Regions from separate parts of the Mus musculus genome. Here region 2 is linked to region 1. Evidence: chromatin contacts called from public promoter capture Hi-C data. All regions are on one chromosome and are shown on one strand. The core of a region is the stretch at or near the end of the contact, and the rest is flanking DNA. Distances in the headings are between cores, read along the strand shown. Region 1 overlaps Arih2 (ariadne RBR E3 ubiquitin protein ligase 2). Region 2 holds the start of Slc25a20 (solute carrier family 25 (mitochondrial carnitine/acylcarnitine translocase), member 20).

Region 1 (3,203 bases), core at 288-2,787:
CATCTCTCCAGCCCAAGACTTTGTTTAAAGCACTGATTTCTATTTTTCTACAAGTTTATCTGGGCATGGCAGTGCAAGCCTCCCATCACCACACTAGAGAGGCAGAAGCAGGAAAATCTCTGTGTATTGGAGACCAACCTGGTTTACAAAGTGAGTTCTAACTGCAGTGCCCTTATTGAGGGTGATGCATGTGACATGGTACCTGTGTGGAGGTCAGAGGACAACCTGTGAAGCCGACTGTTATCCACCCATCTTTTTTTTTTTTTTTTTTTAAGACAGGTCTCACTTATATAGCCTTGGCTATTCTGGAACTCACTATGTAGGCCAGGTTGGCTTCTTCTTCTTCTTTTTTTTTTTTTTTTTTTTTTTGTTTTTCGAGACAGGGTTTCTCTGTGTAGCCCTGGCTGTCCTGGAACTCACTCTGTAGACCAGGCTGGCCTCGAACTCAGAAAATCCGCCTGCCTCTGCCTCCCAAGTGCTGGGATTAAAGGCGTGAGCCACCATGCCCGGCCCAGGTTGGCTTCTTACAGACTTTCCTGCCTCTGCCTTCCACGTGCTGGGTGAGATTAAAGGTGTGCGCCACCATGCCCCGCTAAACTTTTAGGTCAGTTCCAGGGATCAAATTTGGGTCATGGCCAGGCTTATGCAGCAAAGTGTCTTTACCCAATGGGTAATCTTGCAGGTGCTATTTTCTTTTTAATTTTATTTCATGGTGTTCTGGTCCTGGATGCATTGCTTTCATGTGTGTCTGCACAGACTTGTATGACTGGTGACCAAGCAGGCCAGAAGAAGGCATCAGACCACCTAGAATTGGAGTTACAGAGGGTTGTGAGCTGCCATGTGGGAACTGGGAACTGAATCTAGAATCAAGAAGGGCTTCCAGGGTTTCCAGGGCTCTTAACAACTGAGTCAACTCTCCTGCCCCTGTTTGCTTTTGAAACAGGGTCTTGTTATGTCATTGTACCTACGCTGAGACTTTGAATGTAAACTGATTCTTCTGCCTCTACTTCATGAGTGCTGGGATATAGGTGTGTGCCACCATCCTAGCTGTAATTTTAACAGTTTTAAACAAAGGCTAACTGATTATATATTATAAATTCTAGACGGTCATGTAATTTTCACTAGCCCTACGACAGTTTACCTGACCAAGCCTAAGAAGTTCCACTGAATGTTTTGCTATCAACTTGCCATATTCTCAAAGTCACTCAATGTCCACAAGGAATGTCTTTCAGGTTAGTTTGCTTAGTGGCCTGTCTGTGACCTATCATATTTGTGCCCAAACCACACTCAGTGTCAACACACACACATACCAAAATCAGGCCATCTGACTTGGAGCTAAGAAAAAACGATGACTGCAAAGGCAGGGAAGGGGAAGCAAGCCAACACTGGCACTTCCCTGGAGTGGGCTGAGCAGTGTGCAGTGGGTAAAGTGCTTGGCAAGCAAGTATGATGACCACAGTCGGGATCCCCAGCACCCTTTAAGTGTGGAATAGGCTTGGCAGCTTGCCTGTATTCCCAGCATGCTCAAGAGGCCCAGACATGTGACCCCTAGAGCACACTGATTAGCAAACTCTGGACTCAAAGACCCTAACTCCATATAAGGTAGAGAGTCACTGGGAAGAATTCTAGGACCTCTAGTCTCCACAGTAATGCTCACACACACACATACAACCCATGTCTGCCTGTACACACTGTAAGCATGCAGGCATACGAACATACCACAAACAAGAAAAAAGGGGGTGGGGTAGGCCTACCCTCAACTTTCATGGTGGCTTGAAGAGCATTTCATAGAATAAAAATGGGGTTAGAGCAGAAATCAGGTACAGTCCATCTTTCTGCCTTTCTCCCCCTTTTCCCTGAGCCCTCAATACCTATAACAAGATGGAGCAGATGCTGGTGGGAACCTGTCCTTCCAACTTGAAGGACACTTCTTGATGACATTTACCCTACATAATATTCTGTACTGCCTATAGGCCGCAATCCAATACAGCATCTCCAGATCTTTATTTCAAAAAACATTGACTTTACACGTGTCAAAATGAGTGTTTCTGATCACCAGTACTTCCCAAAGGTGTCAAACATCTAACAACGTCCTTTATAGTCTGTGTTTGTAAAGGAAACTGAAAAGTTATCTCTCTACCACAGACTTTCAAACATGTTCAGCAATTACCACTTAGTGACACAGAGAGACCTACAGAAGTAGACAGCAGTATAGGAGTCAAGTTTTCCTTTCTGGTTTTAAAGAGTTAGTGACTGTGCCACTCAATTTTATTAATACTTCAAAAGCAAGGTGCTGGACGAAAAGCAGAGACCACAGGGAAATTCAGGATTTAGGTATGTATTGTTAAGATTTCCTCACTGAGACGTAATGACATCTATACAAATACTTTAGTTTGTATTATCAACCAGCAGGTGGTCCCAAACAAGGATAACAGCACAGAAGCCTATAGCCTCACCACTTCATAAGCTGCTCTAGAACAGGAGTTTTCAACCTTGCTAATGCCGCGATCCTTAATACAGTTCCGCATGCTATGATGATCCCTAACCACAAAATTATTTTCATTGCTACTTCATAACTGTAAATTTGCGACAGTTATGAATCATAATGAAAATTATTTTTGGAGATAAAGGTTTGCTAAACCTTTCACAATCCACAGGTTAAGAACTGCTAGAGACATATGCCCTCATAAGCTAAGAATTTTAGAGATAATCAAAATGAAGTCAAACAAAACAGCCAGCTCAGGATGGAAACTATCTTGGTAACTATAGTGGGTTGAATAAGAATGACCCCATAATATCTCAGAGTTGAATACTCGGTCCCCAGGAAGTATCACAATTTGAAAGGATTAGGAGGTGTGGCCTTGTTGGAGAAAGTGTGTCACTGAGGGTGGGCCATGAGTTTTCACATAGCCCATTCCAAGCAGTCTCTCTCTTCCAACGAAGATACAACTCTCAGCTAATTCTCCAGCCCTGTGCCTGCCTGTGTGCCAACAAGTTTCCTGCCATGACGAAAACCTTCTAAACTTCTGAAACTCTAAGTCCCAGTCAAATGTTTTCTTTTGTAAGAGGTGCCATGATCACGAGGTCTCCCCTTCAAAGCCACAGAACAGTAACCACGACAGTGACATTTGTCTGATAGATAAGGCAGATTCAATAGCAATTTGGTTCTGGGCATACAAACAATTCTGTGACCCACTACCCTA
Region 2 (3,203 bases), core at 181-2,680, 35 kb after region 1:
GAATTTAACCACTAGCCCGAGCCTCTTTACAGAATCCTGGATCAGGAGATAGATCTATTAATAGAAATCTCAAACTAATTATGTCTAAAATGTCCTTTACCATCCTCTAATCTGCTTGACCCCATCTCTTCCCCAATCTCAGTTAAAGATGATGTCTTCTCTCTAGTTGCTAAGGCCAAAAACATTAGCATTGTCCCGTAAGCCTCTCTCACAAAACTTTTTCTAAAAAAAAAATATATATTTACTCATTTTTATTTTGTGTCCTTGAGTCTTTGCCTCCATGAATGTATGTGTGCTTGGTGCCCAAAGAGGCCCAAAGAGGGCATTAGGTCTCATGGAAGTATAGTTTCAGACAGTTCTGGGCTGCTACGAGGGTGCAGGGAACAGAACCCAGGTACTCTGTAAGAGCAGCCAGTTCTCTGAGCTGCTGAGCCAGCTTCTGCAGCTTCTGCATGAGTAGTGAGCAGAATGAATTTCCGTTCACTAACAGGTCCTTCGGGTTTTCCTTTAGAAAATATTCACCATTGGATCGCACCTCGTTAACAACTCTGCTATGTGCTGGTCCAAGCCAACATTTCTACTCATGACCTTTAACTTTCTCCAGCCCCCTGGATTTCCTCTGGCTGTTTTCACCAGCAGTTACAGCGATCCTGATTTTTGTCTGTTTGTTTTAAAATCCGATCTGAGATTGTTAGTCTCCATCTAAAACCTGTCATAGAAGAGACTGATGTCCTCACAGTTCCTCCTGATGAGTAGTCTCCGTTTCTCCTGTCCTCACTGGCTGCTCCACCATCCCACCGCACCCCATTCCCACCCCTGTGGCCTGTGGTTTCTCAGATTTGACAACACAGACATCTCAGAGTTTTCAAATTTTCTTTATCTTCTGCCAGAAAGGTCCTTCATCCTTTACCGGGTATCTTTAGACAGGACTCATTTCCATGCCCTAGATCTTAATCCTTTGCCTTCCTAATGAGAGCTTCTCTTGTTTAACAAATTAGTTACAAATTATTTGTCTCCCACACTTTACTTCTTCCCGGATTTATTTTCCTATAGAGCCATTTTTACCATAGGACATATGCCATTTTTAACTTAGTCAAGGCTTATCAAAGACAGGGACCTCTATGGGGTACCTCCACTCTTCAGCACCTAAAAAAAAAAAAGTGGCTGTCACGCAAAAGGGTGTATGCGACCTCTGGGGAGTGCACAGATGCATAGGACCACAGAGGACCAGAGAAAGAAAAAAACTCAAGTCCAAGAAGACTTCCTGGAGGAGTAAGTCCCTGACAATCATTCCCAAGCCCCTCCCATACATCATTAGGGAAAGAGCCCCGCCCACTAAGGAGGAGGGCAGCCGGAAGTAGACTTCAGGGCGGAAGCCAGGCTAGTACGACTGGGCCCTCTTTCCGACCTGCCCACGGCCCCGCCCACCTGAATGTAGGTGAAAGGTCGGCGGAGCCGCTCGGGCAGCGGAGCAAGACCAAGACTGCCCGGAGCTGACAGACAGACAGACAGAAGACTGAGCATGGCAGACGAGCCGAAACCCATCAGTCCGTTTAAGAACCTCCTGGCTGGCGGCTTCGGCGGCATGTGCCTGGTGTTTGTGGGGCACCCCCTGGACACGGTCAAGGTGCGCGGAGTGTGGACGGGGGCTTGTGGAGGAATGCCCCGGGGCGGTGTGTGTGTGTGTGGGGGGGGGGGGGGGGGTTACGTGGAAAGTAGGGACCGCCGCGAGGTGCTGCCTTTCTGAACAGAAGTGGAGCCGGGCTGATGGATGCTTCCTTCCGTGGGAAGTTTACAGAGGGTTGGTATGTAGTTTACTAGGAAGCGCTGCTTTACCTAACCCGGCCAGAGGCTCTGCATTCAACTCCCTGGCACCTCAAAACAATTTTTTTTTCCTCTCGAGAATCAATACGAAATAGACAGAGGCTGTACCTCGCGCCCTAAGAGCCCTACAGCTCCTATTTCAAGGTCTTCGGATGGCAGTCTTTTTTTGAGCCCTGCGCACTTCTTTGGAGATGAGAAAGAAAAAGCTGCTGTCTGTGCCCGGTTAACCCTGATATTGTTATAAAGATTGGAACAGGTTATCTGTAGACTTGACCTCCCCCACAAATTAAGGACAAAGGTGGCAGAGATGTCCTTTGACACAGTCTCGTAAAGCCGGTGTGTCCCATAGCCTATCTCTTGTGCACTTTTCTTTGCCTGAAGAGGCACCTGGCCATTTACAGCCAGTCATTCACTGCAGGGTAAGCTGCATAGTCACCCCCATAGCAAGCAATGACCAGCCAGGCTCAGGTGTGGAAATCGAGGGGACCTTTCTCTCCTCAGCCTTTTATTCTTCCTCTTGCTGTACTCTCAGCCAGGTCTTGTGGAGACTAAAATCTATATTCGATGACTTAGCTCATAGATGAGCTCATATAAGCTCGTAGCTTATAGGTTTCTTTTTTCTTCTTCTTCTTCTTCTTCTTTTTTTATGGACATAGACCTGAAAGGAAATGACAGGTCATAGCCAGGATGAGCCTGTGAGAAGAAGACATGAGTCTTTTGTGTGTGTGGATGGCGTGTTGCTGGGGGCTGGAAGCCAGAGAAGATGTGAATCTCATAAAGGTGGTAACCTCGGTTGGGGGCTTGATAGGATGTCAGATCCAGTTTCCTCTGAAAGAGAACAGTATCCAAGGGCTCTTCCTTGGCAGGCTTGACAGCAGGCTATCTCACGGCCTCTGTTCAAAGTGAGGCTCACCACAGACAGCTCATCCCGAGGAGACTCTGTAGTGTTCATCTGTGAGAAATCAGATCCTATCAGTAGCAAAGGCTGTGCTTCTTATTCTTAGTGCTCCTAAGACAGTGGCAGGTTCAAGTAGCTCTGTCTAGCAAGGGGGAGTTTGTTTGGCCTTTATTTCTAATCTTATTCTACAGAGGCAGAAATCTTGTCCTGCACACCTGAGACTTTTAAAAAGCAATATCCTGACTCCTTATATAAGTGTACTCCTCTCTCGTCTCCTCTTGCTCTTGATGTTACACCCAGCAAGGGCCTAGTGACCTCTGTACAGGATTATAAACGACTGAAAGTGCTCACTGGAGTCTTGACAGAGAGGATTTTCCTTTGCAGTATAAACCAAACCCATGGCTGACCACTGTCCTTTTGACCTCGGAAAGCTGGGTGGTTACCAACTAAAAGCTGATGCTTTTGTGATTTGGTGTTTGTT

What was found. Promoter capture Hi-C pulls out the DNA fragments that hold promoters and counts their contacts.
Region 2: a promoter capture Hi-C map of macrophages shows a contact between it and region 1, with 7 read pairs. The contact joins the promoter of Slc25a20 here to the enhancer-like site in region 1. A contact is called at or near these places in 7 of 39 promoter capture datasets (3T3-L1-derived adipocytes, the C10 cell line, embryonic stem cells and 3 more), 7 of 484 Hi-C or Micro-C datasets (CD8 T cells, bone marrow-derived macrophages, embryonic stem cells and 2 more), 4 of 115 datasets of contacts at active chromatin or transcription factors (the HPC-7 cell line, embryonic stem cells and microglia) and 3 of 9 other capture datasets (adipose tissue, liver and pancreatic islet).

Annotation. Positions count from the first base shown.
Region 1 is chr9:108,625,249-108,628,451 of GRCm38.p6, forward strand. The region is part of intron 3 of Arih2 (ariadne RBR E3 ubiquitin protein ligase 2); the gene reads right to left. Among named protein-coding and RNA genes, the nearest start is that of Arih2, 23 kb to the right of the region's middle. Within about 2 kb of position 1,538, at least 21 of the 459 cell types and tissues checked have an H3K27ac peak or open chromatin away from gene starts, as enhancers often do. A contact at or near this core is called in bone marrow-derived macrophages and macrophages, where this site is marked.
Region 2 is chr9:108,660,706-108,663,908 of GRCm38.p6, forward strand. It overlaps Slc25a20 (solute carrier family 25 (mitochondrial carnitine/acylcarnitine translocase), member 20), which reads left to right and starts at 1,431. Exons shown (of 9, transcript NM_020520.5): 1 at 1,431-1,627. The coding sequence starts at 1,523.